4 separate regions of the Mus musculus genome follow, and all the other regions are linked to region 1. Evidence: chromatin contacts called from public ChIA-PET and HiChIP or PLAC-seq data. All regions are on one chromosome and are shown on one strand. Each heading gives the region's core, a stretch centred on a gene start, on an enhancer-like site or on the middle of the called end of the contact. The rest is flanking DNA. Distances are from core to core; before and after follow the strand shown.

Region 1 (6,068 bases), core at 1,575-4,074:
TTTGAACAAGAACAATGAGGGGGAAGTAAGTAGTCAGTGTCCTTGTATTTTAATTCGGTGTAAGTTTCCCAGTATTCAATTCTCGGTACAGAAGGTACTTGCTGTTTTGCCATGCTGAGTTCCTGGAATCACATCCAGATACCCCTAAATTAGGAGATTGGAACAGGGCAGGGTTTGGGAACTGTGTTCTCCGCCCAAGGGTTTAGCCTCAAACAGAAGCAAGTATAACCAAGAGTGTAATGAGTTGATAGAAGTGATTCCGGGGCTCTGTAAAACTCTGTTTTTCTAGCTTTTCATGAGTGATGGGTAGGTTCCACATTAGTGGCTGCATGGAAAAAGCAGTGTCCCTTGAGCCTCCTCAAAGCTCTCTTTCCTTAGTCTGTATCTTCCTTTGCCAGAGCCATGGACTATGTGTTCAACTCACAAACACAATTACCATGAATACAATCCAGAGATATCTAGCTTCCCGAATGGATGCCTTTGTCAGTGGGTACCAAGGCTGGATGTCCCATGGAGATTGTGATGTGGGATGAGCCCAGATGTTGGAGTCTGACAGATTGGAGTTGGAGCTTTTGCTCTGTCTTTCACAGACTTTGTAACATTGGGGATGCCATTTAACTTGGATGTAGGTTTCATCTTCTATAAAGCCTACCTGATAGACTTACTGCAGAGCAAAAGATAATACTGTGCTGGGAACAGCATACAATGACAGGGACTGCCTGCAGTAGGCCAGGATGGAGACATTTCAGAAACCCACAGCAGCTCTTTGTAAAAAATGATCATTCCCATTTTTTCCTAACCTTAGCCCTGGACAACAGCTGTATAGATTTCATTTGTGCATGACTGCTTTCAGTTGGCCTTGGTGTGCATAATTATTCTATTATATCTGTCTTTCTTACTTCTTTCTCCTTCTGCTCTGGCAAATTCTGTGAAACTAGATGTTCCTTGATGTAATGATTCTTAAACAATTTAAGATTGAGGCATGGGGCACAGCACAGCACAGCACAGTCCTAATGGTCCACGTGCATGCTGTGTGTTCTCATCTTGGAAACAGTGTAATAACTGCACAATAGGAGTTCCAGATTAATGCTTGACTTGCAAGGAAAATTTGAAGAAATTATTAGAAAATGAAATAAAGCCAACATTGGGACCCCAAGAAAGAAAGAAAAACTATTGAAGTTATGAAATAAGTTTTGCACAGCATTTGAGAGTAGTTCTTGGATAACAAGTATAAAATATGAAAAATTTTATATTGGTAAAACTAAGTCAAAACACTGGGACGCTTAGGAGAGTCATAGTGTGCAATGTGCAGAAGCAGAAAGCTAGCGGAACTATTGAGTTAAGGGTTAACTTGATTCTTTCTGGCCACTGCCTGGCACCTTTGCCCATGCCATTTATCATTAGAGCTTCACAAGAAAATGCGTTAGCTGGCCTTGGGGCTCTGAGCTCTGAAGTATAGTAAGTCAAAGTTAAAGTTTGAATAATAAGTTTGTAATTACTATTATTTTGGCTATAGGCCTGGGAATAGGGAAGCTTGAAACTTTGGGGAACAATTTTAATTCTTGAATCTTTGTGGGATGTTGGTTATTCTTTTGAATTTGATTTGGCAATGATTGTGCAATGTCTTTTTTTCTACCTGATTTTGGATTGTCAATAAAAGACTGGGGGCAAGAAAAAAGTGAGCGAGCATGAGAAGAGAATGTGAAGAGTGAGTGAGGAGAGAATGTGAGGTGTGTATGGAGAGTGTGTGTGTGAGTGAAAGAAGAGTGCATGTGGTGTGTGTGTGAGGTATGTGTGAAAAGTGTGTGTGAGAGTGAAAGGGGAACTCACTGAGGTGTGTATGAGTGTGGGAGTACACACTCATACACACCTCAGTGAAAAGAAAAGTACACAGGAGAATGCAGAGCGTGAGCAGCTTCAGGCTTCGAGCGAATGAGTGAGAAAGAGAGTAGAGAATGAGAGAGAAGAGAGAGCAACTTTAAGCCTTGAAAAGTTGCCTGTCAGCTTGTACCCCCCAAAAGTAGTCTGTGTATATTTATTATGCACCTTCCACATATCCCTGCTTCCAGTCGAGAACTCCGATCCTGTGTTGAGGCTGGACCCCGACAATACTGTGCTTAATGCCTGCCACCTAGCAGGCACAAGAGAATTGTCTGTTGTTAGACCTGAGATTCTCACTTAGCAAAATGAGAGATCTGATTCAAAGTTTTTGTTTTGTTTTGTTATTATTAACTTTCTTACGGTAGCCACAATAACTCACCAACAGATGAATATATCAATTTTTTAACTAGTTTAATTGGGGGTGCTGACGAGGCTCAGATAAGAGGAACCTACAGGAGCAGGGACAATTTAGCAGTGGCCACACCACTGAAGAAAATGTCTCTCTCCTCTAGAAACAATCCTGCCCATAGCTCCTCAGGGAGGGGTGGGCCCTGGCGACCCCCTCAAATGTGTCACTTTTAAAATACCTGTCATGGAATACTTTTTGGCTTTCAAAATGAAGTGAAATCTTCATTATGTGATGGCACCAATTAACCCTGGAAACATTATGTGAAGAGAAGCGGGCGAGTCACACAGTGATAAATACTTCATGACTCCAGTTGCATGGCACATCTACAGCAGCCAGATTCCCCGCATTAGAGAGCGTGTTGGTGGTTTTGAGAAGGAAAGGGGACAAATGGGAGTTACTGGCCTTGGTGTCTTAGTTATTGCTGTGAGAAGACATTGTGACCGACCAAGGCAACTTACAAAAGACAGTGTCTATTTGGGGCTTGTGGTTTCAGAGTGTGAGTCTGTGGCAGGGAGCATGGCAGCAGGCAGTAAACAGGGTGCTGGAACCACAGTTGAGAACTCACATCCGGATCCATGAACACGAAGAAGCAAGGAGAGTGTGGGAGTGAATGAGTCTTTTAAAATCTTAAATCCCACCCCCAGTGACACACCTCTTCCCACAAAGCCACACCCCCTAACCCTTTCCAAACAGTCTCACCAACTGAGGACCCAGTGTGCAAACACAAGAGCCTCCGGGGGCTGTTCTCAATCAAACCACAAATGGGTAGAACGTTTCAGGTAGCAAGATAAATGCATTCTCGGAACCTGGTCATAGAACTTTGCAGCTGCGGTCAGCAAAATCACACTGCGCAGCTAAACACTTGCTGAGAAGGGAGCTCTTATATGAAGTTTTCTTACCACAATGACAATTTTTTTTTCAAATTGTGAACTCCCTAGCATACTTACCAAATCTAATTGTCTTCTCTACTGCCAAATATTAAGTCCCTTCTGCTCACTGCACTTAGCACATACCGTAATTCTCTCTCACACGCTTCCTAACACTTACAGAGGAAAAGAACTATTCTCTTCCACCTTTTAAGGATAAAGAAGCAAGTGGATTAACTAGCCCACTCACCTGGCTTACAAGGGTCAGAGGCAGGATTCTGACCCCAGTACTTCCACTTGAGGGTCTTCCTGCCACCCAGTTTGATTCTAGGGTCTTACCTGACTAACTCTGGAGCTGAGAGTGTTCATTCTATTATAGAGTAAATTTTCAGCATGTCCATGGGTTTGTTTGCCAGAACTAATAACAACAACAACAACAACAATAATAATAATAATAGCAATAATAATAATGTGGAACTATAGCAGCGTGATTATTATCAAGGTCTGCATACTGCCTTACTAACGGGGGGGGGGGGGCGGGGGGGCATTATTGCCCCTACAAAGGCATAAAATCCGACCTGGTACATATAACCTCAAATGGTGTTTGCCTTGGTTGCTTTTCTGTTGCTGGGATTAAACACCATAGCCAGGGCAACTTAGGGAAAAGAGAGTTCACTTGGGCTCCCTGTTCCAGAGGAATGAGTCCATTATGGCAGCAATGTAGCAGCATGCTAGAAGCACAAACCAGAGAGAGCAAACTGCAAGCCAGGTGATACTTGCAAAGCACAGCCCTAGGGACAGCTAGGCCACGCCTCCCGAGCCTTCCCAAACAGTGCCACTAACGGGAGACCAAATGTTCCAATACCCAAGACTGTGGAAAACATTTCTTCAACAACAAGGTTTCTGGCCTTCAGGTTTGTTTTCTTTTTCTTTTTTTTTCCTTAATTAAACCAATGCTTTAGAATAAGTGGATATCTGGGGAGATGTGAGTTGTGAGTAGAGTTAATACTTGACTCTTCGTTTTGAAAACTGGCCAAGATTTTAAAGGACATCTCACTCGATCCCAGCAAGCCTTTGTGAGGTACTGAGTTGGCAGTGCGTCAGTACGGTCTTCACTGCCAGGCTTCCAGCCCTTGGGTATTCTCTGTTTGATCAGTGTATATGGGTTTTTTGCATGTTGCCATGGTAAAGCTCACTCCGTGATGTGAGAGACCTTCCTGCTGAGGAAGGGTTTGTGAATGTTAGAGCCTGCACTCTCATTTCCACATTTTTTTCTTGGTGTTACCAGGGCAACCCAAATAATTTCATTTTCTCTTTGAAGTTGGTGCCTGTAAGGCTGGTCCACTTTGTACTGACTCATTTATTCTCTTACAAGATTTTTCTCCAGTTTAATCAGATGCTTCCCCTATGCAGATGTCCTCTGCTCTCCTGCAGTCATCAGGCTGGTCACTGTTGGTATAGTTGCTTAAATGTTGGAGGAGGTTACACATCTCATTGCTGGTTACAAAACAGCTACAGGCCTTCTCACCAGGTTAAGCCATGGTGGAGAAAAGTAGTGAATCTATAGAAGCGTATTGAGGCATCGCCCACCCAGATCTATTTGGTTCTTGGGACTTGGATTGCAAGTTGCAAGAGTTTCATCAGAGATGGGCTGTAGCTTGGTGGATGCTGTGCAGCCTAGTGTGCACTGAGTGCTGGGATCACAGCTCGACATAAAACTGGACATACTGGTACATACCTGTAATATTGGTACTCCACACAGGCAGACACAGGAAGGTCAGAGGCTCAGGTCATCCTCAGCTACGTAGCTAGAGGCCAGCCTGTGCTATGTGAAACCCTGCCTCAAAAACAAAATCACTTAAGTTTATATGGCAAGAAACTTTTAGAAATAGATCTGAATCTGAGTCTATTCCAATTCTAAGCCTCAACTGTGAAATCCCCCCAGTTGTGAAACCCCTCAGTTGTGCAAACCCCCAGCTGTGAGAACCCCCCCCCCAGCTGTAAAAACCCCCAGTTGTGAAACCCTGACACAAGCTTGTTTCTACCTCATTTCCTCATTCCCTGGCGATCACATATTTGGTTTTATTTTTTTCAATTCTTGGATTTTCATTTTCGTTTTGAGACAATTTCATATATCCCAAGCTGCGCTCAAACACTCTACAGAGTTGAGTCTCTACTTGAACTGCCAACCCAGCTCCTTCAACCCCTGCTCTTCTAGTACTGGGATCCCAGGTATCCATCACACCTACTTCACGTGGATGTAGATCTCCTCCTTTCTGAAGAAAGACTCATCTCCCAAGAGCTGGTCTGGCTCAGGTAAATATGTGGGTTTGAATTGGTGTGAAGAGCTGAGACGCAAAATAAAGGGCCATATTTCTGCCCTGACTTCTTGTTTAGCTTTGATTCTCGGTGATGGGTAGTGTCAGGCATTTGGTGGTTTTAAAATGCTGCAAAGGGAGAGTGAGGAAGGAAAAGAGAAGAAGAGAAGTGACCGGCAACATGGATAAACCTGCAGAGCTTCCTAATAAAGAGAAACAAGCCAAGCACATAAAGAAAAACGTTGCCCATCCTCCCACATGAGAACCTTAAAAGCTTGGTCTATGGAGGAAGGGAGTTATCACAGTCCCTGGAAATTAGCAACAGTAGGGAGGATGGGAGATCTGGAGAAGCTAGGAAGCAGAACCAAGAAGTCTGGTAGAAGAATTTGGTCTTCTCTTTTGTAGCATGTCAAGATAACTAGTCTACAACAATTTACATGTCTCAATAACTATAGGAAGAAAGCTAAGAGGTTTGCTATGCCATAAAATTTGTTTATGCTATGCCAGCAATGTATCACAGTGGTAAAGCACTTGCCTAACATGCCCAAGGTCTTGGGTTCAAGCCCAAGTACCACCAAAAGTTCAAAAGTCTGA
Region 2 (6,068 bases), core at 1,038-3,537, 120 kb after region 1:
GGAAGGGATTTTTGAAGCTCTGAATGTTAATCGAGGGGGGTTGTTATATGCATGTGTAATGCAAATGCCTCCCAGTGTTGGGGAATTGGAGCAGTGAACCAGAGCTGGTTTTAATTATGTGGAGATGATTAGGTACCGTAAAACTGCAGCTGGAAAATGGCCTCAGAGTTAAAGAATTCATAAGATTTGAGGGTTGGCAGAAACCGGACGGTCATCTTCATCAGCCCCTACATTTTGCCTCACCAGTCCGCAGATACATACAGAACACCGACTTGAGATGGAGGCTATGAAAACATTTTGTTTTGATTTGTTTTACGTATGGATGTGTGTGGTGTGTGCATGTGTGTGTGCATGCTTACACGTGTGTGGATCCATGTATATTCGTGTGGGTGTATAAGCTTGTGGATGCCTGGGGTTGACTCGGATGCCTTCCTTGGCTACGCTTGGCACTATAGACCAAAGCAGAGTCCCCCAGCTCAATCCAGAGTCACCACTCTGGCTAGCATGGTTACCTAGCTTGCTCCAGAGATGCCATGTTCCTAGTTGCTAACCAGGCCAAGCCAGCTTTGTTTGTGGGTTCTTACAACCTTGAGGCTCTAAACTGTAGTCCTCAGGGTTGCATGGCAAGTGCAGTACCCACTGAGCCACCTCCCCAGATCCTGCTTTTGTTGGGTTTGTGGTTTTGAGTTGAGTCAGGGTTACACGTAATCTAGGCTAGCCTCAAACTTGCGGTCGAGCTGAGGATGGCCTTGAACTTCTGCTCTTCCCACCTGCAGCCCTCCACTCCAGTGTGGGATGACAGGTATGTACTCTTATGCCCAGTTCGTGTCATGCTGGAGATTGAACCCAGGGCATCTCAAACACTAACCAAACACTCTAGCAACTGAGCCACATCTTCAACTCTCCCCAATTCTTTTTAATATTAAAAATGGCTGTTTGAGGGCTGGAGAGATGGCTCAGCAGTTAAGAGCGCTGATTACTCTTCCGAAGGTACCTAGTTCAAATCCCAGCAACCACATGAAGGCTCACAACCATCTGTACAGCTACAGCATACTCATATACATTAAATAAATAAATAAATAAACAAACAAACAAACAAATAAATAAATCTTTTTAAAAAGTGGTTGTCTGAGAGGTATCTGCAGTTAAGGGCACTTACTGCTCTTGCAGAGGATGCAGGTTCGATTACCAGCACCCACACGTGGGCTCCTAAATGCTCGTATTCTCTGGTTCCAGGAGATTTGATGCTTTCTTCCTGGCTCTGTGGACACCAGATATACCTGTGGTGCACATGCATACATACATAGAAAACATGCATACGCAGACATAAACTAATTAAATCTTTTTAAAAGGAATATATTTTTTAAAGTTCATACCCCCTTTAGTGACAGTGAGGATTAGTCCAGACTTTTGGAAAGTGAAGTGGCCGTGGCCATCAAAGTAGAGGTCAGAAGACAACTAGCAAGAATTGCTTCTCTCCTGTGTGGGCCCTGGGGATTGAACTCAAGTCGTCCGGCTTGGCAGCAAGCTCCCTTACACACTGAGCCATCTCACTAGCCCCAAATGAAAAGAAAGTTTTGTCTATGTTTCTGATTCATGTATGACCTCTGACCTTATGTGGTCACAGAAGAAAATTGACCATTGACTGCTCAATCCCCAGGGCCCACATAGAGGAGCTCTCTGCCACATCATGTCAAGGCCGGTCTGTGGGACCAACAGAACATGGCTAGGATTGTGTGTGAGTCCTAAGGCTGGTTCATCAAAGCTTTTCAGATTCTACCATGTTCTCTCTCTCCTTGAGTGAGCCAAGCCCACGTCCCTAGAATATTTGAGCAGCCTCCTATGTGGGCAAGAACCTTCAATGTATTCAAGAGAATACTTTTCAGCCTTAGTGAAGCTGTCATGTGACTACAGTCTGGACACATGACATCTGACTTTTGGAAGAGTCTGAGATAGAGACGCATAAACCGATATGGCCACAGCAGGCACTCCGGAGACAACTCAATGTCTAAGAAAGGGCCGAAGAGACAGATAGGGAGCCCGAGTAGCACACACACAGTCTTTTTTTGATCACCAGAAGAACATAAGTCTGACACTGTGGCACACACCTAGAATGCCAGCACTCAGGAGCCAGAGGATTGGGTCCCCCTTGGCTATGTGGTAAGTTCCAGGCAAGCCTGAGACTCAGTCTAAAAATAAGTACATGAAAAGTACTTTAAGAGTGAAACTCATAGAGTGGAATGGTAGCTGCCAGAGACTGAAGGTGTGAGACATGAGGTATGACCACATCAGCTATAAATAAGTAAGTTCTGAGGCTCTCATGCACAGCATGGAGATGATAATTAGTGCTGCTGCTGGGACTTACAGGAAACTTGCTAGGAGTAGATGTTGTTGTTGTTTCCTGCGAGGTTCACACTCAGGGTTCATACATGTTAGGCAAGCATTCTACCATTGAGCTACGTCCTCAGTCCTGTAGTATCTTACACACACACACATGCACACACACACTCAGACACACCATGCACATACAAGCGTGCACACATACCCACAAACATATGCATGTGCACATTATGCTAACAATATACAGTTATGTTCACACATGTGTGCAAACACACACACATGTGCACACATGTATACACACTTATGCACTTGCACACATACATGTGATATGGTGTATACAGCGATAGTGGGTTAACTTAGTTGTGGCAATCATCTCACAATGTGCAGAGTGGGCATCCAATCATTATGGTGTGCATCTTAAGTACACAGGTTTTGTCAGTTCTACCTCAGAACATCTAGAAAAGAGCATCCCCAGCAATGTCACTTATGGTTACTGACTTAAACTCTGGTGTAACATATGTTTACAGTCTCAAGCTGCTAGCTCGGGGGCTGACTTTTTGTACTGAGACACATGGCTGCTGCCTTGTCTGATTTTGGTATGTTACACCGTTCAGGACTTGGGGATAGTAGGAAACATAGAATATTAGCTTGCCTTTCCTGAAAACTAAGTCAGTTCCACGTAGGAAAAGCTAACTTGCACTCCAGGGAATTGAAGGTCTGAGTTCCTAAGCTCACCTTTTGTTGTTCAGACCCGGGGTCTTGTCAGTGCTGGGCAAGGATGCTGAAGCTCCATCTGCAGCCAGAAGCACATCTCCCCTTCCCCTATTTTAGAGCATTATTTGGGATTTGGAGCTTTTGGTTGTTTGTTTGCTTGAGACAAGGTCTCACTGGGTAGGCTCGACTGGCCTGGAATTCACAATGCAGACCAGACTGGCCTCACACTCAGAGATCTGCCTCCTGATTGCTGGAATTAAAGACATGCACCACATAATTAAGTTTTTTAGTTAGCACGCAAAAGTTCCAGGACAGCAAGGGCTACACAGAGAAACCCTGCCTTGAAAAAAAGTTTCATTACCGCCTATCACTTGTTCCTGTTATTGTTCCTGTTGCTCATGTCTGCCCACAACTACCCTCCAAGCCAACCTCTTTCGTTTCTCCTCCTCCTTCTCCTCTGGATTCATCCCTAAACAGTCCCCTCTTTTCACCGGGAGTGGTGGCGCATGCCTTTAATCCCAGCACTCGGGAGGTAGAGGCAGGTGGATTTCTGAGTTCGAGGCCAGCCTAGTCTACAAAGTGAGTTCCAGGACAGCCAGGGCTTTACAGAGAAACCCTGTCTTGAAAAACCAAAAAAAAAAAAAAAAAAAAAAAAAAAAAAAAAAAAAAGAGTCCCCTTGCCGCAGACTCTCTGGGTCCCTGTGTCTGCGTGGAACAGGGTCTCTCGACACGGGTGGGCAAAGCGTGGATGAGCAACAAACAGACACACACAGGAGAGAACAGAGGAATGAAAACGCAAAGACTGACAGGAACTGGGCAATAAAAATAACTGAGACAAAGTCAGCCCTATCTAAGGTCAGCTATAGTCTTAGAAGCCAGGTGTGAGAGCTTTTCACTCCTAGGGCAAGGGCTTTCACACCCAAGTCATGGTTCTAACTAGGGAGTTCCGTTCTAGCTAACCATCTCATGAATAATGCAATACTCTAAAACCACAGCCCGATCTACTTCCTAAACCATTGTAAATTCCTGTATATGGAATCTATACACTAGACTAACGCGGGAATGGAGCGCGGGAATGAAAAATTAATGTATGGGTAGAGAACGCTAGACTCCAGGAGGAGAGCTTCCTTGAAACTCTTTTGCCTCATGAGTGACTTTTAAGCCTTTCGGCTTGTCCAGCTGACTCGACCGGAGAGCGTAGCATCCCCTCTTTTATGTCATCCATGTGTAAATATTTTTTTTTCATATGAGAAAAACAGTCTTTCTTCAAATCTACTTGTCTTTCTGGCTCTAGCATGTTTCGTTAACACAGTGACAGCTGGGTTCGTTTCTTTTCCTGAAAAGGACATCCACAGTCTTGCCGCTGAGTAACTGCTGTTAAGGGACCAGCCTGTAGCTCATTTGGGAGAGCGCTTATCTAACAGGACAAAGCTCTGGGCTTAGTCACCAGCATCCTATAAGCTGGGTGTGGTTCCTAGTTCCTGTACCTCCAACACTGCAGAGGTTGAGGCAGAAAGTGAAGATTCTCAAGGCCATCCTCACCTACACAGAGAATTTGAGGATGGCCTGGGCTGCCTGAGACTCAGAGTTAAAAAATCAAGAATGAAAAAAGTCATTGTACATGTGTACCACATTTTATTTATTCAACTGTCTGCAGTTGGGCATTGAAGCCATTTCCATATCTTGACTGTGGTGGAACAAAGAGCAATAAACCCGATACACAAGTGTCTCTGTGGAATGTTGTTGCAGACGGACCACACACCCGTGTGTTTCTTCTATGCAGGGCTGGGCTGGGGATTAGCCCTAGGGCTTCCTACATGTTAGGCCAGTACTCTTAACAACTGAGCTACGGGAAGCTTCTGTGCCTCCCTTACTGGGCTAGCAGATGCTATGGCTGGTGTTGAGATGCATGGTCTCAGGCTCTGTGGAGATGGCCTTTGAAAATAAATAGTGTTGGTTATGAAAGGCACACACCATGACTAGTCTCTGAACACGAGATCGTCACTGTGCCATGGTTGAGGACACACTGAGCTGGCAAGTTCCCAAGCGAGTGGTCAGCTCCGCTGCACAAGACCTGCAGAGGAAGCTATGGACAGGTTTTGAGACTTCAGCTGATTATCCACCTCTGGCCTGTGAGAGAGGTTAGATAAGGATAGGCTACATTAGGAGTCAAGGGACAGTGGCCAGGTGAGGGTGCTGCATTGCAGGAGGTGAGCTGAGAGCAGGGTCTCCTGGGCATCTCTGAGATCAGCAGAGAAAGGGCTCAGTTGCATGTTTCCCAGACTAGTAAAGAAGTACTAGCTGACATTCTCAGCCCCTTTGTCTCACTTTCTCTTTAAATACAGCAGGGGTCAGAGGTTACCCTGGCAGCTGAAGGGTGGAACTGCTGTCGGAGCCAAAGCTAAACACAGCCCTCTTTCCTTCGGCCTTCCTAACCATAGTGGGCTAAGTCTGAATGATTCACACTTTTTATTATTCCTCTGGGCTGGGATAATTACTGCTGTAGTTTGTATTCTTAATATCTCCCCTAAGACTTCGTGCTTAAGGCTTGGTCTTCACAATGGTGCTATTGAGAAGGCAGTGGCTCTTGGGAAGTAGAGCCTGGTGGGAGGTCTTTGGGACATAGGAAGGCAGTCTACTGGCTTCAGTACGTCATATGATAAGCTGCTCCAGGGGTTCCATGCACACTAGTTTAGGCAACTTTGTTCTGGAGTAGGAAACTTCACGCATTCATGGTCTAGAAGGACCACCATGAGGCTAGCACATATTAGTAAATATCCCTTTTCCTTAGAGCCCACAAGGTACTATCATATTTGTCTCCTGCAGTATGAAAGGAGATACTGGAGGGTCACAAGTGAGCTGGGCTAAGGCAGCTGTCATAGGCTTAGAGAACCTGGTCCAGTCTGCTCCCTGTGTTTGGGGCTTCCTGATGGGGACTGTGTGGCTGAAGATCAAAGCCAGTTTATGTATGGTAGAGTAAACAGTGGAAGGAACAAGCAAAGATACAGCCCAGA
Region 3 (6,068 bases), core at 1,535-4,034, 110 kb before region 1:
ATGTGTGCTTTGCCTGCATGCGAATGTATAATTATGTGAATGTGTATTATGCCTGCAGAGGTCAGCACTGGGTGTTGGACGCCCTAGAAACAGAGTTAGGGATGGATATAAGCCACCACATGGGTTCTGGGAATCAAACCTGGCTCGTGGGTAAGAGCAACACGTGCTCCACCCTCTCTCCAATCTTACAAAAACCAGGTTAGACAATTACCACGGCAGTCCCAGGACCAGAGCAGAATAGCCTGTGACTCTCACCATTGCCCCACAGATGTGACAACACAACCAGCCACCCTTCACATTGTCAGTGCATGCACTGAGATTTGGGGTTATAACCCAGGGAAGCGGTGGGCCCTAATTGGTCTTCATGGCTGTCAGTATTCAGGGTGCTCAAAGAAACATAAATCTAGAAGGCAAAAAATAAAATAAAATACAAATTCTTTATTTGTTAGGTGTCTTAATGTTAGGAATTGAAAGATCACAAAGTTAGTGACCTTGCCAGTCTCCTTATTTAATGCAGTCTGCACAGAGAGTTCTATTCTATTATGACCTCTTTTTTGGAAAAAGCTGCGATGTTTAAAATTGCTGTGCGTGCTTGTGGAAAATAATATGTGCGTCCATATGGTGACTGTGTGCAGTCAAGTTTGACTGGAAGCAGCCGACAGAAGGAAGTTAAGTTCTTGGTACATCTTGTGTGTCTTTCCTCTCCAGTAAATCCTCAGGGTTGTTGCGTGTGATGGCCAAGTCTTTAAAGAATTCATTTTGAACAAAACTCCTCCTCCTCTCGTGAGGTTTTTATCTTGGTGTTTATCGTCCCAGTGCTGGGATCCAAAGTGTTCTCTGTCTATTTCTGTGACTTTGCCCTGATAATCTCATTTGGATTTACCAGGCTCAGCAGCTGCTGTTTTCACAGACTATCACAAAGTCGAATTAAGGTCTCAGATTGATAAAAATCCTTCTCCGGGTTGGCCTAGATTATTCAGAGGTTTGTTTGTTTGTTTGTTTGTTTGTTTGTTTTTACAAAACACAAACCTTACCCCTAGCCCTTGTAATTGTCATTTTCTTGTAAGAAAAATTTACAATGGTGTTAATCATATCCCAGGCCACGCCTCTCTGCTGCTTTCTGGTTGAACCTGAGTGTAGTTTGTAGAGTGATATTTCGTTGGTAAATCCAGATCTCTCCTCTCCTCTCCTCTTCTCTCTCTCTCTCTCTCTCTCTCTCTCTCTCTCTCTCTCTCTCTCTCTCGGAACGTGATGAGATCTCAAGTCCCTTGAGGATTCAGTGGTGTCTGGCATGATTCAGTAGATGTTTGCCAGCCGATTTTAAGTGATCCATTGGCTTTGGCAAAGCAGAATGTAACACTGAGAAGCAAAGCCTCCGAGAGTGTCCAATGCAGAATGATAACCACTTCATTAGATCAGCCTGCAGCTTTATCTGAAGAGGGGATCACGTGTTGAATCTCGAATTTTAATTTCATTATTTAATACAACAGGAATGTTTGGGGGCGCCTCGGCAATGCTAGCAATCCCGTTTGTCGATCCTCAGTTCACCCACTTCTGACCTGATAGAAAACATGGCATTACCCTTATATCCCCCCTGGTTTGTTTGTTGGCTATGAACACCATCCAATCTTCACCATTTTTCTTTGCACCCCCCCCCTTTTTTTTTTCCTTTTGAGAGTATTCTCCTCCTGTGTTCAGGACCAAAGCAATAGATGATGTTGTTGTTGTTGTTGTTGTTGTTGTTGTTGTTGTCTCCCTATACAACTAACCATTTCTGCATATACAGGGAATGGTATACCTCACTTTCAGAGGTGTTTTCAGAGACACGATCACAGTGGATTATGACAGTTTCCTGAAGGGGAACGGCAGCAGCTGTTCTGTCCTTATGGGTAGGCTCAGAGGACCCACCCAATATACACAGCAGAGCACAGAAGAGACACAGACAGGCCCCTGAGCTCTGTTGTCCCTTTCCCACCCCACCATACAGTCTGCCTACCCAGATGGCATTCAGTTTCCCAAGACATTTTTCACACAAGGAATTTAGTCAGTGATTATATCAGCAAACTTTACAAAAACTAATTGTCCATGGGGCTCTTCCCTACTAATAATTAGGTCTTGACATATATATATATACATACATACACACACACATATACATACACACATATATATGTGTGTGTGTATGTGTGTGTGTGTGTGTGTGTATAGGTATATATATATATGAATGATCAGAGAGGTTTCCTGCCATGGGATCTGGAAAGGGGAGTTTGCAGCGCTAGAGTAATTGTGGGTGACATCATCTGCTCAGGATCTGCTGGAAAACATGTGGGTGTGGCCAGGCAGGGGCCGATCCTTTTTAGACCTACAAGAAAAGCACATGCAGGACCCTTGCTTTTTCCTATTTTATCATGTTATAAATCTTCCTAGTACAGTTTTTGTTTTTGTTTTTTTTTTTTGTTTTTTTAGTTTTTTAGTTTTTTTTCCGAGGCAGGGTTTCTCTGTATAGCCCAGGCTGTCCTGGAACTCACTCTGTAGACCAGGCTGGTCTGGAACTCAGAAATCCACCTGCCTCTGCCTCCCAAGTGCTGGGATTAAAGGTGTGCGCCACCACCTAGTATGGTTTTTAAAAGAAAAACAAAATAAAGTTTACAATAAAAAAAAAAAATGGTTGGTTGGACCTTGGAGCTTTGCTTAAATGTAGTAAGCTTAGGGTGGGGTCATGGCCCAGCATGCACCTTCCAGGCTGAAGGTCACAGCTGTACTGTCTGCCCTTGCCCCTCCACACCCGATGCTCTGTGGTGGTTGCTAAAGGGCAAACATAATGGACGGCTTTTGCAAACTCCCATCATAGCCCATCTTCTTCAGCTTAGAATTCATTGGCAGCTTAAGCTCATGGGCTCCAGCGTGGATATAGTTTTCTACTTCCAACTTCCCCCTTCTGCTCCTTTGCAAACTGTTTTTCTTCAAGATAAAAGCACAGCTAAAATTTCCTGGTGAAATGGAGATGAACGTGAGTGAGGGCATCTCATTTAGCCCCCCAGAAGCAGTGACAGCAGGCTGTTTATAACAGGAAGCCGCGCACAGCCAGCTCAAGGGCCTCCCGCCTTGGTGTGGTTTCCCAGCATTCCCCTGTTTCCTGCTTGACTCTTCTACCTCAGAGAGAGAGGGGAGAGGACAGAGAGTCAGAGGACAGCTGGTGAGAGTCAAGGATTATTAGTTCTTTCAGTGTGAATTGAGGGTATTAATGCCGACGTGCTCATGCTTATCAAAATAATCTCCTAAGGGGCTGGAGAGACGGCTCAGCAGTTAAGAGCACTGACTGCTCTTCCAAAGGTCCTGAGTTCAAATGTGAGCAACCACATGGTGGCTCACAACCATCCATAATGAGATCTGATACCCTCTTCTGGTATGTCTGAAGACAGCTACAGTGTACTTACATATAATAATAAATAAATCTTTACAAAAATACCTAAGCTTTTGGGAATTTTGCAAGCCGCTTGTTAAATGGTCATTAAAACAAAAGAAAACAAAAAACAAAAAACTAAGTTATAGGGACAGCTCATTGATTAAGACCTCTAGCTGTTCTTCCAGAGGACCCAGGTTCAATTCCTAGCACCCACATGGCAGCTCACAACCATCCCTAATTCCAGTACCAGGAAATGCATTGACTACTTCTGTCCTTGGGCACACGGTGCACATATACATAAAATAAAATAAACTATGCTCAGTGTTTCTGCAGAGTTGAGGTGTTGTATAAGGTTGACACATTTGTTATATGTGCATCTCAATTGCACTTATGTTTGTTGGCTTGACATTACCCTTAGTGGGAATATTTATACCATGGAATATAGCAAAGTCTCTGAAGCCTAGCCCCCTCCGCCCCACTTTTCCAGAAGATTGTTAAATATTTATAGGAAACCATCAGGTATATTTATGATATTTTGGTTATATTTTTCAGGTGTCTACTTAGGAGACATTGAAATATAAGCCATGTCTAGAATGTGACTCAGATGACTCAGAGAGGGTGGGCATTGTGATTATGATGTTGTTGGTCGGCATGTGGGCTCTGGTATGCTCACTCTGCTTTTGTGTGTGGTTGGAATTTCCCATAATAAAAAGTTAAAACACTAATTAAGGTTGCTACACTATAAACAAACAAGCTGTGTGTCCTCAGTGGTCAGGCACAGGATTCTGGCCCAGCACTTGGCTGGCCCTTAATTCTTACTAGCAAATCCCTTTAGTGTAAAACTCTTCTCAAATTTTGGAGCCCGTATTCTGTGTCATGCAGATCATTGACTTTAAAGACCTTTTTCTCATTAAGTAGCATCAAGAAGTCACCGTGCAGTTTACGGTAGACATGAAAGCAAAGGATCCTGATACAGCGTTCCCAGAGCTTTCCTTACGGGTGGGGTAGGGGTGGGGACACATGCGCTTGCTGGATGGCAGGTCCTGCTTGCAAAGCCATTTGTACAAATAGGAAGAATGAGCCACATTATTGCTCAGCAGGCTGCCGACAGCTATATTCCAGCTGTGTGCCCTTTAGATTTACTTTCAGTCTAGCTAGTTCGAGTCATCACTCTTGAAAGGAGAGCTCTTCATCAGCTGCACCTCCCTGAGAGCTACCTTACTCATACGCTGATGTGTGTGAAATTACTGGCCTTTGAATTGAATCAGTTGTAATTTAATGACTTAAATCATCAAGGGCCACCTCTGTGCTGTCCGCATTTCACAAGGCAAACGTCACAATGTTTTTTCCTAACATGTACTATTGAGGTATCAAATGGAAAAGTTGTAACACCAACTACTTAAATACAATACATCTCTTGGTAAGGTTGGAATGTTCATGTCATTCTTGATATGAGTTTTGAGTATAATAGTTTCTTCCTGGATTTGATTATATAGTAATTCATACACACTTAATCTAGTTGACCAGAAAAACATTAAACTGAGTAATGGATGCAGTCAGTCATTATGACTATCCGGGAAACCTGGGCAGTGGAGAAACCGGGCTTTGTGATAGGGACAGGGAGGGACAATAGCCTTGAAGGAGAAGTAGGCTATGACACCCACCTTAAATGTTAAGTTATGCAGCCGGATGCTCAGTGGACAAAGGTAGGCTTAGATCATTCACCAGGTTTAATCATCAAAACAAAAGCTTCCCAATTCAAACTCAGATAAAATACTGAGATAAAATAACCAAAGGAAACGTGAGTGAGGGCAGGGTCCACCAACACCAAGCAGGAGCAGGAACCAGAAACAAGGGTAGGGCAGGTGAGGAAGCGACCCCAGCTCTCCCTCAGGCAGGCAGGCAGGCAGGCAGGCAGGCAGGCAGGCAGGCAAGTCATCTGGAGAACCCAGAGCCTTGGGAGTTTCTTCAGGGTGTGTAGATAGGAGGCGTGGTTAAAAATTAAGTCAAACCACGGAGATTGTGACATGACTGCTAAAGAATAGCACAGATTTAGTTCCTACAGTGGAACGGGCACTGGCTGTGATTTATCCCACCACATATTTAGTGTCTGGGCCTGGTGGCGGGAAACTCAGTGATTTCCACAGAGAGCATCCATACCAGATGGAGACAGAAAGAGGGCAGAGCAAATAACCTTCAGGTAGACAAACCACAGGCAAACTCTGTGCAGCAAAGGAAAATGAGCACAATTCTTCAAATTACTCTGCCCAAGTACTCTGGGGGTGATCAACAGAAGGACCCTGATAACATAAAGACAGCACTTATCTCCTAATGTGCTCCTTGCTCTTCATGTCGATGGATTAAGTATGCCTATGACCCGGAGTTGAGAACACAAGCTAGTCAGCATGGTTAGAGAGAAGTCATGTTTCTGGGTGCTTCTAGTCAGGCAGCCAAACAGCAGTTACTCTAAGGTACTTTCTTTCTCTTTTCCTCTCTTCCTCTCTTCCTCTCTCTGTCTCTGTCTCTCAATCTGTGTGTGTGTGGGGTGTGTGTGTGTGTGTGTGTGTGTGCATTCTATAACACATTTGTTTGGAGTGGATGTTGTTTGTTCTTTCAGACAGGGTCTTCCTATGTAGCCCAGGCTAGCCTGGAGACCATACTT
Region 4 (6,068 bases), core at 1,565-4,064, 98 kb after region 1:
CACGTCAGTGATCCTAGCACTCGGGAAGGGAGGTACAGCCAGCCCAAGTTACATAGTGGATGACCCATTGGATACGCTGGGAATGACCACGTATTCTGATGTAGACCCACGAAGTCCCTCTGAGTGTTGACTAAAGAGTGAATGTGAGCCAATGGGTGAAAGGCTGCCTTTCAACAGCTTGGAGCCGCTCACTCTGAGCCTCCCACCTTACACACCAGAGTCAGAATGGATCCTGGACTGAAACAGAATTCTGGGACTGTGAAACTGCTAAAAAGGAACAAGTCGCCAGAAAAAAAAAAAAAAAAAAAAAAAAAAGAATGAGGGTCTAGGAGAAGAATTCTGAAACTCAAGACAAAAAGCACAACCCATAAATGGAAAAATTTATACACTGGGCCTCATCAAAATTAGAAATATTTGCTTTGTGGGGAAAAAAATCCTGTAAAAGGGATCAAAAAGACAAATTACAGAGTGGTAGAAACATTTACAAATGATGTCTGACAGAGGCCTTATGTCTGGAATACACAGAGAACTCTTAAAACTCAACATTTTAGAGAGAGAAAAAAATTTATTTGTTCCCTCGAAATTGTACATTGGAACCCTAAACCCAGAAGCAATGATATGACCAGGATCCGCCCATAGAACATGGAGCGAGAATCACTAAGGACTGGGAGATGGACTCCAGAGAGCTCAGTGAGAATGCATTGTAGAATCCCAGGCAGTGGGCCCTCATCACACACCAAACCTGCTGGCACCCAGTCTTAGAGTTCCCAGCCTCTGGAACACTGAGAACTCTATGTCAGCCATTTGTAAGCCCACTTGTGGAACCCCATCACAGCCAGTAGATTAAGTCAAGAACCCAAGGCCACCCCAGCACCCTACCTTCCTTGATGCTCTAGGGACCACTTGGCTTGGGATCATGAGCAAGGGTGGGATACAAGAACTCCTGTGTCCTGCCCAGGAATTCTAACGTAATGTGCCTGGATGGGACCAGAGCAAACTGCTTGAACTGAGCTTGCTGACCTAGGCCTGTAACCCTAGCACCCAAGAGGCTGAAGCAGGAGGATTACAGAGAGCTCAAGACCAGTCTAGGCAACACAGTGAGTTCAAAACTTTGCAGACTATGTAGGGAGAACTTGGACAAGGGAGGGAAGGAGAGAGAGAGAGAGAGAGAGAGAGAGAGAGAGAGAGAGAGAGAGAGAGAGATCCAGCCTTAGATCACAAGTGTCACGAGATGGCAAAAGAAGGTGGAAACGAAGACCAGGAACCAGCCTGATGTACTATGAACAGTTGTGTCTAAGGAACAGCTGCCATCTTGTATACTAGGTGTACACGCAGTGAAATGCCTCCAACTTAAATGAGTACCTAAGTCCTTGAGAACTGCTCTTACAGAAACATCTCAATTAAAAAGGAAAATGAAAACATATATTCTAAAGAGTTTGCATATTTGTGCTCCAATAAGAGTGTGTGTTCAATGGACGTGCTCATAGCAACTGGTATAAGCCCATGACAAGCCCTGTGCTTTTAGGGTGGGCATAGATTTGGCATCTGGGACATTCATTCTTCAGTTTAACCAATGTCTTTGAGTATATGTGAGTTGAGCCCTCAGAGAAGCAGGACACACACTCCCCCCACCCCACCCCACCCCCGCCCAGCCAACATATATAAATGCACACACAAATCTCCTTCCTGCCGATCCCTAAATCATTCATGTAGCCACTGGAACCACCATCCGACTTCCAGTATGAGCAGCAGACAGAAACAGGGCCAAACTGGATACAGCCGAATAAGAGAGCATGATCTAACCTCTGAGAGATATGGACAACATCCAGACAGAGATAGAAAGAGAAATTGCCCGGGGACAGGTGAAGCAGGCAGCAGGCAGCTCTCTACTGTGGAAGGTCTGTCCACTAAGATCAAGGCTGGGCCAAAAGAGATGCTGGAGGATTGGGTCAGAGAGGGAACAGAGAGATGGCTCCAATGTTAAGAAGTAATACTTGCTGCTACTTCAGGGTTAAGTTCCCAGCATCCACATCAGGCAGCTCACAGTTCTATATCTCCAGTTCCAGAGGATCTGATACCTCCACAGGCACTCCACACACATGCACATATTAACACATATAAATAAAAATAAATCTTTTTAAGGAGACAAAGGTGCTGGAGAACATGAGACAAAGGCCATACCCTACATCTTTAGGGGGAATGACAACTTCATACCTAGACTTTTATGGTGAACTTCTCTGCCCAAGGAAATGGCTGAGAGATGACCCTCTCACCCCACAGCCTGGGTCTTAGAATTTTTGTGTCTGTAGCATGCCCCCCCAAGCACACCACACACATTGCACAAACAGCCCCAGAGATCATTGCTCAATGGGCTGTGGTCTGCTGTCCCGGGCCGTTCAGCCCAGCTCCTCCATGCTAGCAAACCGGAGAAAGAAAGGGTTTCTTATGATCAACGACCAGAGAGGTCGAACAGCCCACCTCGCAGGGAAAGGATTCCAGCGATTTCTAGAACCTCTGCCTCCCTCAAGCCTTGCTTACTGGCCCCTGCTGGTATTTGGAAGGCAGCTACCTTTCCCTTTATCCTGCTGCCCCAGGCCACTGTGGACCCTGCCACATATTCTGTCACCCCTGCATCTGACTCCTGGTTCCCAGCCTCGTTGTCACTCCAGTGAGAGGCACCCCAAATTTCATTGGTTCAGAATCCCAGCTTGGGTTAAGCAAGGGGCCCACGGGCCAGCCTGGCTTAGATTTGGAACGCAGCACGGTTGGGAAACCTTAGCTGAGGTGTGGATTCCAGATGAGGCGGGGAAGCCCTCTAGTGGCCACGAGCGATATGGCAACAGCAAGGAAACAATAACCATCTTTTCTAGGCCTGACTGATCTCTCTCCATCTGTCTGGACTTTTTTGGCACCAAGTCACTCCCAGATCTGCACAGCCCCCTTGTCACCCCATGCTCTGCCTTGCCACACAACGCTGCAATCTCTACCTCCTAGGTTTTCTCCTCCAGCGTTTCTGGATAACGAACCCTACACCTCGGGCCGGATTTGTCTTCCTTCAAAGTCTGATTTTTGGTGGCCTCTAGTTAAGAATGTCCTCCCAATCTCCCAAGTTGTGTAGAGCCATGATCTACAAAAATTGGAGCGCTTGGAGGGTGGCCTACTGAAAGCCACGTCACTGACCCTGGGCAGACTGAGCAGTACAGCTCACACAAGGCTATGCCAGCTGGACCACTGACGCTAAGGTGTAGACGCTCAGGTATTCTAGCACTCGCGCACACAGTGAAAGACAGGAAACTTCCGGTCCACCCAGCTTCCAAGCCCTGTGCAAACCCTCCTAGAACTTCCTTTCCAGTGCTAGAGTTGGGCTGTGTGGGTTAGAATCCCACCCACAATCTAATAGACATGCAACTAGAAAAGGTTTTGAATTCTTAGCTTGCTCCCAACGTTGTCATGGAGACTGAGGACCGCCAGGTGTCTGATTTAGCAGGGCTTGCCAGTTCCCTCTGACTCTGACTGACAGCTGTGGCTTCCAGCACTCTGGCTGGTTTGTTCACAGGTCTGCCCTAGACCTTGCATCTTCTATCTGTGCCTTTTGGCGATTGACACTGAATTGGCCTGAAGTGACCTCTCCCTGCTCTCTGACATCTTTTTCTTATTATTTCCTCTTCTGCTTAGGGACTGACTTAGAAGGGCTGGGGCATCTATGCCAGGCTAACCTTTATAACTTTAAAACCATAAACCTTATAAAGCCATAACCTTAAAAACACATATGTGTTGTTTTCTTGTGCATGCAATCTTTTTAAAAATTAAACTAACATATTTATGTATTACTGGAATAGCTCCTTATATTATTTGGCCTTTTTTTCCTCTGCACAGCTAGACTGTATACTCAAAAGACATCAGAACTGTGTTTATTATCTTTATCTAATAAAATCTATCAAATTGGGGGGGAGGGAGGATTAGAGAGATGGCTGAACAGTTACGAACACTGGTTGCTCTTCCAGAAGTCCCGAGATCAATTCCAAGCACCCACATGGTGACTCATGACTATAATATAGCACTACCTTAATATAATTTATAAATGACTGAGACTTTTCATTATATTAATACATTTCATTATATGAGTTCTCAACCCTTGAAACAGGTCTCCAGGAACCATCTAAGGATCTTTGATTGTCCGATTTTTACATCATCACTGAAAGAAAAGAAAGCCTTGTGGTTATCATAGGAACTGTCTCATATACCACAAAAATCTACCAGCAATATAGGTAATCCATCCTTAAATTATATCACCACATCTGAGAGTCTCCAATTGGAATGGTATCTGGGTGCAAGGTCAAGGGGTGCATTTTTAAGAATGTGATTATGCTACATTGTTCACAAAGTCTTTAAAACTTAAGCTATAAGTTAAATGTAAACGCACTTTCAATATTGTGAAGTTGATCAACTTTTCCCTCTGCAATACACCAAATATCTTTTAAAATTACATGCATACACATGCAGATGCACATACAAGCACATGCGCACACAGATATGCACTGGCAGACACTGTCTCACAAATTGCTGATTGAATTTATAACTTTGTACCATTGCTTAGGAAATCTTTAAGAGTTCATCTTCTGATGCCAAATGTGGCCCACTCCAGTTCTACAAGCAAATCTGACAGAAGAGAGCACCTGTGTCCACCAGCTCACACATACAAGAGTATGAGGTTTTGGCTGGTTTTGCTTTTGAGGCAGGGTCTTGCTCTGCAGCTCAGGATGTCCTTAAATTTGCAATCCTCCTGCCTCAGCCTGGAATTATAGGCATATGCTTCTATACCAAACTTATAACAATGTTAAGAGAGGTTTTATTCGTATCTCCAAAGTGGAAACACCCTAAATACCAATCTATTATAAAACATAATAAATCGGAGTACTTTATCGAAATAACAACTGGAGACTCTCCAGCAATAAAGAATGAATAATTCCTATTACTGATGAATGGATTGAGGGCCTAATAGTCAGTGAGGGAAGTCAGTATGTATGATTTAATTTATTTAAAATTCAAGAAAAGTAAGACTTTAATGACAGAAATCAGAATAGACCTCCCCACCATTCCCTAATGGGAAATAACCTAAATCTCTCTGAACATAATGATTCTGGCAGCCATCTTGCCAGACTGTAAGAGAAGCACAGATAACATATATCTAACACCCAACAGTAGTTCCCAGCACAGCGCATTAGCTGAATAAAGAGTACTTTGTACTATATATAGTCTCGATTTAGGTCAGTCTAAGAGTTGCGAGGCAAAAGGATAGTTTTGCTGATAGTCAACCCTAAAGTTCTAATTGCTTTTGCTTTTGGAAATCTCCCAATAGTTCTTCTTTCTTTCTCCTGTACTAACTTCATATATATTATATGTATTTGTACATATATGTGTAAATGTGAATATATGAATATATATGTATGTATGTGTGTATAGAAGTGTGTGTGTGTGTGTGTGTGTGTGTGTGTGTGTGTGTGTAGCCAGCTCAACTGAAGTCAGTAAAGGTACTCTCCCACTCTCCTGCCCCTTTGTTCACTTTCCAGTTCCTCCTGGTGGCTAAGGCTGTTTGTGTCCCTGGTTTGGGGCCAGTGAGACTTGACAAGGAACACTGATGGGAAACAGTTGGCGGGAGGATTCTTCACTTCTGAGCCGTAGCCCAAATGGAGGTTTCAGGCTCCTGACGTCTCGTGTTCTTCCTCTCAGGTGACTTGCTTTCTACATGCCTTAACTGTGCCCTCTGTTGTATCTACTATGATAAACCAGTAGCAAGGACATTACTGTCGTGAGAAATGGAGAACATAACAGACTAAGGTGATGGAAGGAAAGAGTCTTGTCAACATCTTGGCCTTGCAGTCTCCAGCTTCCACACTGTCAAGAAATGAGTATCTATTGTTTAATCAAAAAAGTGTTTTCTGCTCTTAAGCAAAAGGACAATGCTGTACTTACCTTCCAGCTGTCCCCTTCTCTGCCCTCAGACTGTGACAATCATGTTTTGACCACAAGAACAAGATGTAAGACCCAAGGAGAGAGGGGGAGAGGGA

Evidence for each region. HiChIP or PLAC-seq counts read pairs in DNA pulled down with a chosen protein or histone mark. ChIA-PET counts read pairs in DNA pulled down with a chosen protein or histone mark.
Region 2: a contact with region 1 is called in a BATF HiChIP or PLAC-seq map of CD8 T cells, with 5 read pairs. The contact joins two enhancer-like sites. A contact is called at or near these places in 1 of 15 datasets of contacts at CTCF or cohesin (CD8 T cells), 3 of 115 datasets of contacts at active chromatin or transcription factors (CD8 T cells, astrocytes and embryonic stem cells) and 2 of 9 other capture datasets (adipose tissue and liver).
Region 3: a contact with region 1 is called in an RNA polymerase II ChIA-PET map of effector CD8 T cells, with 32 read pairs. The contact joins two enhancer-like sites. A contact is called at or near these places in 1 of 15 datasets of contacts at CTCF or cohesin (the G1E-ER4 cell line), 3 of 115 datasets of contacts at active chromatin or transcription factors (bone marrow-derived macrophages, effector CD8 T cells and embryonic stem cells) and 2 of 9 other capture datasets (adipose tissue and liver).
Region 4: a CTCF HiChIP or PLAC-seq map of CD8 T cells shows a contact between it and region 1, with 7 read pairs. The contact joins two enhancer-like sites. A contact is called at or near these places in 2 of 15 datasets of contacts at CTCF or cohesin (CD8 T cells and the NIH/3T3 cell line), 7 of 484 Hi-C or Micro-C datasets (the G1E-ER4 cell line, Sertoli cells, bone marrow and 3 more), 9 of 115 datasets of contacts at active chromatin or transcription factors (the 230-238 cell line, CD8 T cells, the HPC-7 cell line and 5 more) and 3 of 9 other capture datasets (adipose tissue, liver and pancreatic islet).

Annotation. Positions count from the first base shown.
Region 1 is chr5:105,553,572-105,559,639 of GRCm38.p6, forward strand. All of the region lies in intron 2 of Lrrc8c (leucine rich repeat containing 8 family, member C), which reads left to right. Among named protein-coding and RNA genes, the nearest start is that of Lrrc8c, 37 kb to the left of the region's middle. Within about 2 kb of position 2,825, at least 51 of the 459 cell types and tissues checked have an H3K27ac peak or open chromatin away from gene starts, as enhancers often do. A contact at or near this core is called in CD8 T cells and effector CD8 T cells, where this site is marked.
Region 2 is chr5:105,675,009-105,681,076 of GRCm38.p6, forward strand. No RefSeq gene overlaps it. Among named protein-coding and RNA genes, the nearest start is that of Lrrc8d, 22 kb to the right of the region's middle. Within about 2 kb of position 2,288, at least 22 of the 459 cell types and tissues checked have an H3K27ac peak or open chromatin away from gene starts, as enhancers often do. A contact at or near this core is called in CD8 T cells, where this site is marked.
Region 3 is chr5:105,440,502-105,446,569 of GRCm38.p6, forward strand. All of the region lies in intron 1 of Lrrc8b (leucine rich repeat containing 8 family, member B), which reads left to right. Among named protein-coding and RNA genes, the nearest start is that of Lrrc8b, 28 kb to the left of the region's middle. Within about 2 kb of position 2,785, at least 92 of the 459 cell types and tissues checked have an H3K27ac peak or open chromatin away from gene starts, as enhancers often do. A contact at or near this core is called in effector CD8 T cells, where this site is marked.
Region 4 is chr5:105,652,072-105,658,139 of GRCm38.p6, forward strand. Gm32276 (a long non-coding RNA gene) reads left to right here. Exons shown (of 5, transcript XR_389458.3): 2 at 4,145-4,268; 3 at 4,598-4,704; 4 at 5,571-5,730. Among named protein-coding and RNA genes, the nearest start is that of Gm32276, 3.8 kb to the left of the region's middle. Within about 2 kb of position 2,815, at least 86 of the 459 cell types and tissues checked have an H3K27ac peak or open chromatin away from gene starts, as enhancers often do. A contact at or near this core is called in CD8 T cells, where this site is marked.